Regions from separate parts of the Pan troglodytes genome. Here region 2 is linked to region 1. The links are chromatin contacts, called in public capture Hi-C maps. All regions are on one chromosome and are shown on one strand. Each heading gives the region's core, a stretch centred on a gene start, on an enhancer-like site or on the middle of the called end of the contact. The rest is flanking DNA. Distances are from core to core; before and after follow the strand shown. Region 1 overlaps ADCY3 (adenylate cyclase 3). Region 2 has its middle 50 kb from the start of ITSN2.

Region 1 (4,165 bases), core at 1,012-3,511:
GCGGTGGTGCCGGGCGGGGGGCGGGGGCAGGTGTCTCAGCAGGAGCCTGACACTGGGGAGCAAGCCAGTCTCTGCTCCCTGACCCCCACTGGGACGGCCCCCACAGGCCCCAGGAGTGCTAGACGGCACCCTGGGCATCCTTCCTTTTCCCCGCCCCGCGTTTTGGAGCAGTCCTAGCGTCAGAATGGGGATCTGGCCAGGATCAAGAGAGCTGAGGGACAGAGGCCTCCAGAAGGCTGGAGACCTTGGCTAGATGGGCCCACACTGATTCTTGGGACAAAGATGGGGACACTGCGTCAGTCTCAGTCACCAAGGCTGACCTGGCCCCTCTCTTGGCTCATCTTGGTAAAGATAGATTTTAGGCTGTGGGCACAGACTGACGCCCTCTCTAACGCAGCAGTAGGTCCTCCAGGGCAAGGTGGGGCTCCTGGAGTCCCCAGCTGGTGAAGCCCTGTCTGAGGGTGACGACCACTCTCTTGTTCTCCCTTTCTCCCCTCGGCCAATCGGGGATTCCCCGGCACAGAGGAGGGGTCTGGAACCCTGCTGGGATTACAGTTTGTCAGGAGCCTTGGGCTGGGTCACACTATCTAAGGTTGCGGGTGTGTGACCACGTGCAGGCCACTGCAGGCTCCGGCAGCATCTGTTTCCTCATCTGTGAAATGAGGAGACAACCCCTGCCCTAGCGGACACTCAGGACTGTGGTGAGGCTCAAATTCACTCATTCCATAAGTATTGATTGGTTGTCTGCTTCATGCGTGGGGATCAAGGGCTGGGGCTATGGCAGCGATGCGGCACACAGAAACCCCTGCTCTCGTGAAACTTGGGTTCTGGTAGGGGAAGCTACAGGCAAAAGCAATTAAACAATTAAAATATGCATCCATGCGAGAGTAAGTACTGCAGACACAGGGAAGGCAAGGAAGGGAGGCGGGTATGCTGCTGGGGAGCTTTGTTTTGTTTTGTTTGCATTTTGATGTGGGATGGTCAGAGCAGGACTTGCTGGCAGGGTAATATTTCAGTAACGCCTGGAAGCGGGTGAGGGGCGAGCCTTCTCCTATCTGGGGGACACCTGCTTCGGATAGAGGTGCTGAGGCTGGAGTGGCCTGGCCCCTGGAGGCACAGTGAGGAGGCATCGCATTGGGAACGGGCCACAGGAAGAGTAGCAGGAGTCCAGCACAGACGTGGGGCCTCCTACACGCCACTGCAGGGTGCCAGCTTCCACTCTTAACACAGGCCGCCGCCAGAACAAGGGAGCAGAGGAGTCCCCTGTTGTGACATATGCCTGGAGAGGCTCACTCCTGCTGAGAACAGCGCTTAGTGAGCACAGCGGGAGCAGTGAGACCAAATAGTGGCCCAGACAAGCCACTGTGGTGGCCAGGCCAGGCCGAGGATAGAGGAGGATCAGTGGTTGGATTCCGTCGATAGATGCTGAATGTATTTTGGAGACAGAGCTGACAGGATTTGCTGGCAGATTGGTTGTGGGGCGTGAGTGTGGAGTTGAGGATGTCTCCTGGGCTTCTGATATGAGCAACTGGCAGGACGGGGGTGCCGTTAACCAAGATGGGGACGAGGTGGCAAGATGAGAGTGGAGAGGCAAAGATCAGGAGTTTGCTTTGGGACACGTGAAGTTTGCAGTGCCCACAAGCCAAGGAGGCCAGCATCCATGATCTGGAGTTCGGAGGGCGGGTGGGGTTGGAGACGTGAACCTGGCGTCGCCAGCATGCAGGCTGTGCTGCAACACGAGACTTGCTGAGCTCAAGGCAGCGTGTCCAGATGCAGAGACAGAAAAGGACTCAAGAAACCAAGCGAGAAAAGTGTCTCAAGGAGGGGTGAGAGGTGACTGAAAAATGGGACATGGATTTAGCTACCAGGAGGCTTCTGGGGCTCTTGGCAAGGACACCTTCCAGGGAGGGGTTAAACGGGAATGGGTGTGAGCAGAGGGTATAGAGAACAGGTTTCCGGGAGTTGTCAGGTTCAGGTGGATGTGTTGAGTGGGTCCACTGTGAAGCTGGGGGCGGCTGTCACAGGCGGACTCTTAGCCCCCGGCAGCGAGGGAGTGATGCTGCTCCGTGCTCTGTCCTTTCAGCACAGCGACATGGCAGGGGTGCATTCCTAAGATCCCTGCCCAAGTTTATCCTGGGCTGTGCCCAGGCCACCTGTGAGTTGTTCCCTCTCTGGGAAATGTCCCAGGCAGCAGCTGCAGCTGGAGAGTGGCCCGCTCCCAGGCCGGCACTCAGCTGGCGGCCCGTCTCATCAGGGCCTTTGTCCTGTTCTGCACGGCAGGCAGCAGCAATTCCCTGGCACTGCGTGGAGCTGTACAGGCTCGTGCTGTGCTGAGAGGCCTCCCCGGCCCCTGCCCCCGGCCCCCGTCCCCTGCCCCCGGCCCCTGCCCCCTGCCCCTGGTCCCTGTCCGCTGTCCCCTGCCCCCTGTCCGCTGGCCCCTGCCCCCATCCCCGTCCCTTCCTCTCCTAGCCCCTCACCCCATCTCACTGTCCCCTCTGGCCTCTCCCAATTGTCTTCTCTCTGTCACAGGCTAATGACAAACTATGTGACCTTCATGGTGGGGGAGATTCTGCTCCTCATCCTGACCATCTGCTCCCTGGCTGCCATCTTTCCCCGGGTAAGAGGCACTTTTCTACTGAGCTCAGAAGCCTCTGGAAGTGAGTGGCACTCCCTGTAAAACTGGGCAGTGATGGAGTTATTCTTTCTGTCAAATCTGACAGGCAGACACTCCTCTGTTAGGACGGTCCAGGCACTTGCCCATCCATTCATTCACCATCAGCAGAGCACTCCCTCTGGCTGGGCCACCAGGCTGTGGCAGGCTGTGGTGGGCCACAGCTGGGCCGTGGTGGGCCTTGTTGGGCCGTGGTGCTGCAGCACGTATGAGTACGGCAGAGTCTGGGTAAACAAGAACCTGGGTAGAGAGGAAGTGGAGGGCCGGCTGGAAGGTGGGTTGGCCCCGATGGTGAAGGCCCCTAGAAGCCAGACTAAAGGGATTAAAACTTTCTCCTGTAAGGCACTGAGGTACCAAGCAGAGTTTTTTTTTTTTTAATCAGAATGACAAAGGTAAAGCAGTGTTTAGGAACATAAATCTGACAGGTGGCTCGCCAGGTCACTTGGAGCCAGGGTAGGCAGGAGTAGCTGGCCAGAGACGAGCAGCCCTGAAAACTGTTCCTGCCCTGGCCTCACCTCGTCACCACGTCTGCTGTGGAAAGGGCTGCGACCTGGAGGCTGTGCTGTTGAACAGGCACATCGAGGAGGTCCAACGCAGCGTCAGAACTCCCACGGCCTCTTCTCAGCTCTGCCCCTGGGTCAGCTGTCGGGTGACTCCCAGGCAGAGTCCGTTTTGAGGCTCCTGGGACTGGAATACGGGACCAGCCTGAGTTGCTGTCAGTCACGTCGCAGGAGAAAGGACTGGCAAAGGCTCATGGCCCTTGAAATTCTGTTCCTTCTAGGCCTTTCCTAAGAAGCTTGTGGCCTTCTCAACTTGGATTGACCGGACCCGCTGGGCCAGGAACACCTGGGCCATGCTCGCCATCTTCATCCTGGTGATGGCAAATGTCGTGGACATGGTGAGCTCCTGCTGTCCTTGTTGAAGGGACGCCCCTGTTCTCGTGGAGAAGGGCTTCTGTTTGGGTCACACAAGCAGTTTCTCAGTCCATCCCTCCACCGTCTTGTAGCTTTGGAGTGGCTCTTAGGTTCCCAAACACATCATCCCCACCTAGTGGAAGGAGTCTTGTCCCTGTCATCCAGGGAGCCTCTGGGATGGACTTGTTTCCTTGAAGCTCCTCTCCAGAGTCCGAGAGCACAGTTCCATGTGCCCAGGCCTGTGCTAGGTACCTTATGTATGTTGATTCATTTAATCTGTGAAGAAGTCCTGAGCAGTTGTACCAGTATCTGCAGTTTCATAGGGAGAAACTAACTCTCAAAAAGGGTAATTGGTTGGGCGCGGTAGCTCACGCCTGTAATCCCAGCACTTTGGGAGGCCGAGGTGGGCGGATCACGAGGTCAGGAGTTCGAAACCAGCCTGGCCAACATGGTGAAACCCCATCTGTACTAAAAATACAAAAATTAGCCAGGCATGGTGGTGCACACCTGTAATCCCAGCTACTTGGGAGGCTGAAGCAGGAGAATCGCTTGAACCCAGGAGGCGGAGGTTGCAGTGAGC
Region 2 (4,382 bases), core at 195-2,694, 420 kb after region 1:
CTGAGGCAGGCGATCATTTGAGGTCAGGAGTTCGAGACCAGCCTAACTAACATGATGAAAACTCATCTCTACTAAAAATACAAAAAATTAGCTGGACGTGGTGGTGTATGCCTGTAATCCCAGCAACTCGGGAGGCTGAGACAGGAGAATCACTTGAACCCAGGAGGCGGAGGTTGCAGTGAGCCAAGATTGTGCCACTGCACTCCAGCCTGGGCGACAGAGCGAGAGACTCTGTCTCAAAAACAAAAACAAAAAAATTAGCTGACTGTATGGCACACACCTGCAGTCCCAGCTACTTGAGAGATTGAGGCAGGAGGATTGTTTGAGCATAGGAGTTAGAGCAATGAGCTACAATTGTGCTACTGCACTCCAGCCTGTGTGACAGAATGAGATCCTGTCTCTTGAATAAGTAAATAAATAAATAAAACAGACCACCAGGTTTCCCTGATGTAGTACCACTGTGATACAAGACACAGGTGCTCACTTGCGATAATAATCTTTCTTTAGCATAATCAACGTACTATTTACCACCATAAAGAAGCAGAGTTTGACTTACAGTTTCAATTGTGCATGAAAATAAATGACCTGTTTAAGGGGATAAACAGATGTATAAACTGGTTGGCCACCTGTGTTACAATGGCATCATCATGGCCAGTCACAAAAGATTTCTCACCCTTTGACAAGAATGTGGACCCCTGGGGTGGAGTGTGGCAAAGGTCACTGTGGAGAAGGCTAGAGGCACTGACTTAGGAACAAAGCCTTTCTGAAATGGACAATGTCTTCACAGTGTCCTCCAATTTCAGGCACAAATGGCCCTCAGCCAAGCCCAGAGATTGCAGTCACACAGCCAGGTCAATCTATCGTGCCCGTCTTAGTCCATTTTGTGCTGCTATAAGGGAATACCAGCGACTAGGCAACTTATAAAGAAAAGAAATTTATTCTTCACAGTTCTGAAGGCTAGGAAGTCCAATATCAAGGTGTCAGCATCTTGCAAGGGCCTTCTTGCTGAGTCATCCCATGACAGAAGGTGAGAGGGAAAGAGAAAGATGCTTAAACAAAACAGCAAATTTGCTTGATTATGTAACTGAAAAGTCTCGAAATAGGGCTTGCTGCTATCTTGGCTTAAAGGTTGAAATGTATCACGGCTTCTCTCTCTCTCTCCCTCTCTCTCTCTCACCTCTGTTCTCAGACTGGCTCCCACTGAAGATGTCAAGATGGCTGCAGCAACTTTGGGCCTCACATTCCCTCAGGTAAAAATCTAGCAGGACAGAGAAAGAATCTTTCCCTCAGAAGTCCCCAGAAAAATGACTGATGAATGGAAGCCTCGTTCATAGCCAATGAGAAGAAATGATACTTTTGCTGGAAATGCAAGCTTTGGATTGATTTAGATCAGAAGCTCTGTGCCTGAGCTAAGGGTGAAGCCCCGGCCAAAGCAGCCCCACTTGGGAGGCAGAGGCAGGGATTGCCACAAAAGGGTGGCTGCCTGGTGGGCAGTAGAGAGAACAGCTGTCAGTAAACAGCTGTAGCCTAAGATAATTGGCGTGCAACAGATATCCAGTAGGAATGAGGATCTGCCAAGAACAAGAAGTACACTGAAAGAAAGAGGGTAGAATATAGATGTTTATACCTATCACTTGACATTAGTGTTTCAAATTAAAGAAGTCAATATTTCTAAACTTGATATACAATTTCAAAAAGAAAGAATAATTAATGTTTCTGGACGATATGCAATTTCAAAAAGAAAGAATAATTGCTTTATTCTTTGAAATAAAAAAAAACTTCATAAAATTAGCTGTAAAAAGAAAACTTTATCCTGGGAATTACTGCAGATATGATTACTCTCATCTAAAAGCATGAAGAAATAAAAGACAGTGATGGGAATCAGCTACTGACAGTTCTAGATGGAATGTCTAATTTGAAAATGATTTCTTCTTTTCCATGTAAGGCTCTTCCATAATATGTAAATTGGAGGTGATTCGTACAACTCACGTCGTGGTAAAATAATAGCTAGAGTAAGAAGTTTGGGTTAGAAGTAGAATTACTTTTAAAAATAGTTCTACTGTCAGTTTCTATACTCATCAAACTTTTAATGGCAAGACATTTAGTACAAGAATTCTTCTAAATCACTGCAGAGAATAATTACCACAAGAAGAAAAACAGTTTCTGAAGAGGTGACGTCCCGCCCTTAGACAAAGGGTCTGGTGGATTTAGCATATAATCTCTCCTGAGTGTCTCTGGCACGCACTATTGGCAGCCTACTCAATGGCTATACTTCACTTCTTTCTCACCTAAAAAAATCAAGTACATACATAAAAGCCCTATTTTGACCAGGCAACCATATGCCCAGCTTTAGGTTCTAAGTAAATCGTGGTTCTCTAACTTTTCTTTTGTCAGTCTAGCGATGGACATGTAATTAAATTCTGACCGAAGAAGTCTCCTGGGGGGCCCAGTTTAAATTCTTGCTTAGGGGGACTTGAGAAAGCCCTTTTGCTCCAGCCTCCTTCCTGCCTTCTTAAATGTGGCCCTCTGAGGATATAATGTTTAGAGCAGCTGCTCCATCTTGTGGTCAGAAGAGGAAAGCCATGGAAACCTCAAATTTGTGCCTAACACATCTACTCCAGGGATTCCAGACGTTTTGCTAAGTGGCATATTATGGGTCACATGGGTTGAGCCACTTTGAATTGGATATTCTGTTGATTTCAACCAAAGTCATTCCTACATGATATAGCTCCTCCTCAAATTTCCGATCTGTGGTTGCCATACTAAATACCACATATTGGCTGGGCGCGGTGGCTCACGCTGTAATCCCAGCACTTTGGGAGGCTGAAACAGGCGGATCACTTGAGGTCAGGAGCTCGAGACCAGCCTGGCCAACATGGTGAAACCCCATCTCTACGAAAAATACAAAAATAGCTGAGGCAAGAGCATCACCTGAACCCGGGAGATGGAGGTTGCCGTGAGCCGAGATTGTACCACTGCACTCCAGCCTGGGCGACAGAGTTTCAAAAGACAGAGTATATAAAAATACCACATACTAATTTTGGAGGTTATATATTTGCCTTGCAAAGGCTAAAATAAAGGACCAACTTTCAAAAAACCATCCTTAAAGAACAACTATGTCTTAAACTATCCTATTCGTTTAAATTTGGGCTAGCGGGTTTTTTTTAAACAAAAATATCAAGCCAGATTCTTTTAATCATTTCCTTCAGAAAGCCGTTAAATAAATGTATTAGTAAGATAACATCCTCGCACAGCTGACACCTGTCCTCCTGCTTCAACTATGACAATCTGTGAAATCTGAGGAGGAAAGTGTTGAGCTCATGATAAGGAAGAGCTTTCACTGGAAGCCATGCAAAGACACAACAGGCTGCTCCTGAGGGCAGAGGGAGGCCTCACCATGAGAGGCATCTAGGCATGAACAGCCCGACAGGACTTTGTGAAGGAAGCTTAAATATCACATAAAATCCAACCAGGTCATCTTTAAGCTTCCCCTCAACTCTGAAGTTCAAGGATTGCATGTTCTTGTATCTCAATTCTTCAAACTGGAAAACAAACATCTTTTGTGCTTAATTCTGCAACTCTGTTTTTTAGGGGTTTTTTTTTTGGTTTCTTTTGTTTGTTTTTTTGGGGGGGAGGGGGACTGAGTCTCGCTCTGTCACCCAGGCTGGAGTGCTGTGGCACGATCTTGGCTCACTGCAACCTCTGCCTCCTAGGTTCCAGCGATTCTCCTGTCTCAGCCTCGTGAGTGGCTGGGATTACAGGCGTGCGCCACCATGCCCAGCTAATTTTTGTTTGTTTGTTTAGTAGAGACGGAGTTTCACCATATCGGCCAGGCTAGTGTTGAACTCCTGACCTCAAGTGATCTGCCTGCCTCGGGCTCCCAAAGTGCTGGGATTACAGGCATGAGCCACTGCGCCCAGCCTGCAAAACTGTTTTTAATGCCATCTACTCTCCTTAAACATTTGATATATACACATTTTTTTTGCCTTCTAACTCAGGGGTACCTATCCCCCAGGCCATGGACCGGTAAGTGGCGTATTATGGATCATATGGGTTGAGCCACTTTTAGTTGGATATTCTGTTGCTTTCAACCAAAGTCATTCCTACATGATGTAGCTCCTCCTCAAATTTCTGATCTGTGGTTGCCATATGAAATACCACATGCTAACTTTGGAGGCTATATATTTGCCGGACAAAGCCTAAAACAAAGGACCAACTTTCAAAAATCCCACCTTGAAGATGGATTTGCCATCTCTGCCTCCTGTCAGATCAGTGGTGGCATTAGATTCTCATAGGAGCACAAACCCTTATTGTGATCTGCACAAGCAAGGGATCTAGGTTGCGCTCCTTATGGGAATCTAACGCCTGACGATCTGAGGTGT

The links. Capture Hi-C pulls out chosen DNA fragments and counts their contacts.
Region 2: a capture Hi-C map of stem cell-derived neural stem cells shows a contact between it and region 1, with 5 times the contacts expected there. The contact joins two enhancer-like sites. A contact is called at or near these places in 5 of 7 Hi-C or Micro-C datasets (blood, induced pluripotent stem cells, a lymphoblastoid cell line and 1 more) and 1 of 1 other capture datasets (stem cell-derived neural stem cells).

The regions. Positions count from the first base shown.
Region 1 is chr12:98,038,335-98,042,499 of NHGRI_mPanTro3-v2.0_pri, forward strand. It overlaps ADCY3 (adenylate cyclase 3), which reads left to right. Exons shown (of 22, transcript XM_016948151.3): 12 at 2,530-2,617; 13 at 3,453-3,569. Among named protein-coding and RNA genes, the nearest start is that of PTRHD1, 39 kb to the right of the region's middle. Within about 2 kb of position 2,262, at least 11 of the 24 cell types and tissues checked have an H3K27ac peak or open chromatin away from gene starts, as enhancers often do. A contact at or near this core is called in stem cell-derived neural stem cells, where this site is marked.
Region 2 is chr12:98,459,482-98,463,863 of NHGRI_mPanTro3-v2.0_pri, forward strand. No RefSeq gene overlaps it. Among named protein-coding and RNA genes, the nearest start is that of ITSN2, 50 kb to the right of the region's middle. Within about 2 kb of position 1,445, at least 3 of the 24 cell types and tissues checked have an H3K27ac peak or open chromatin away from gene starts, as enhancers often do. A contact at or near this core is called in stem cell-derived neural stem cells, where this site is marked.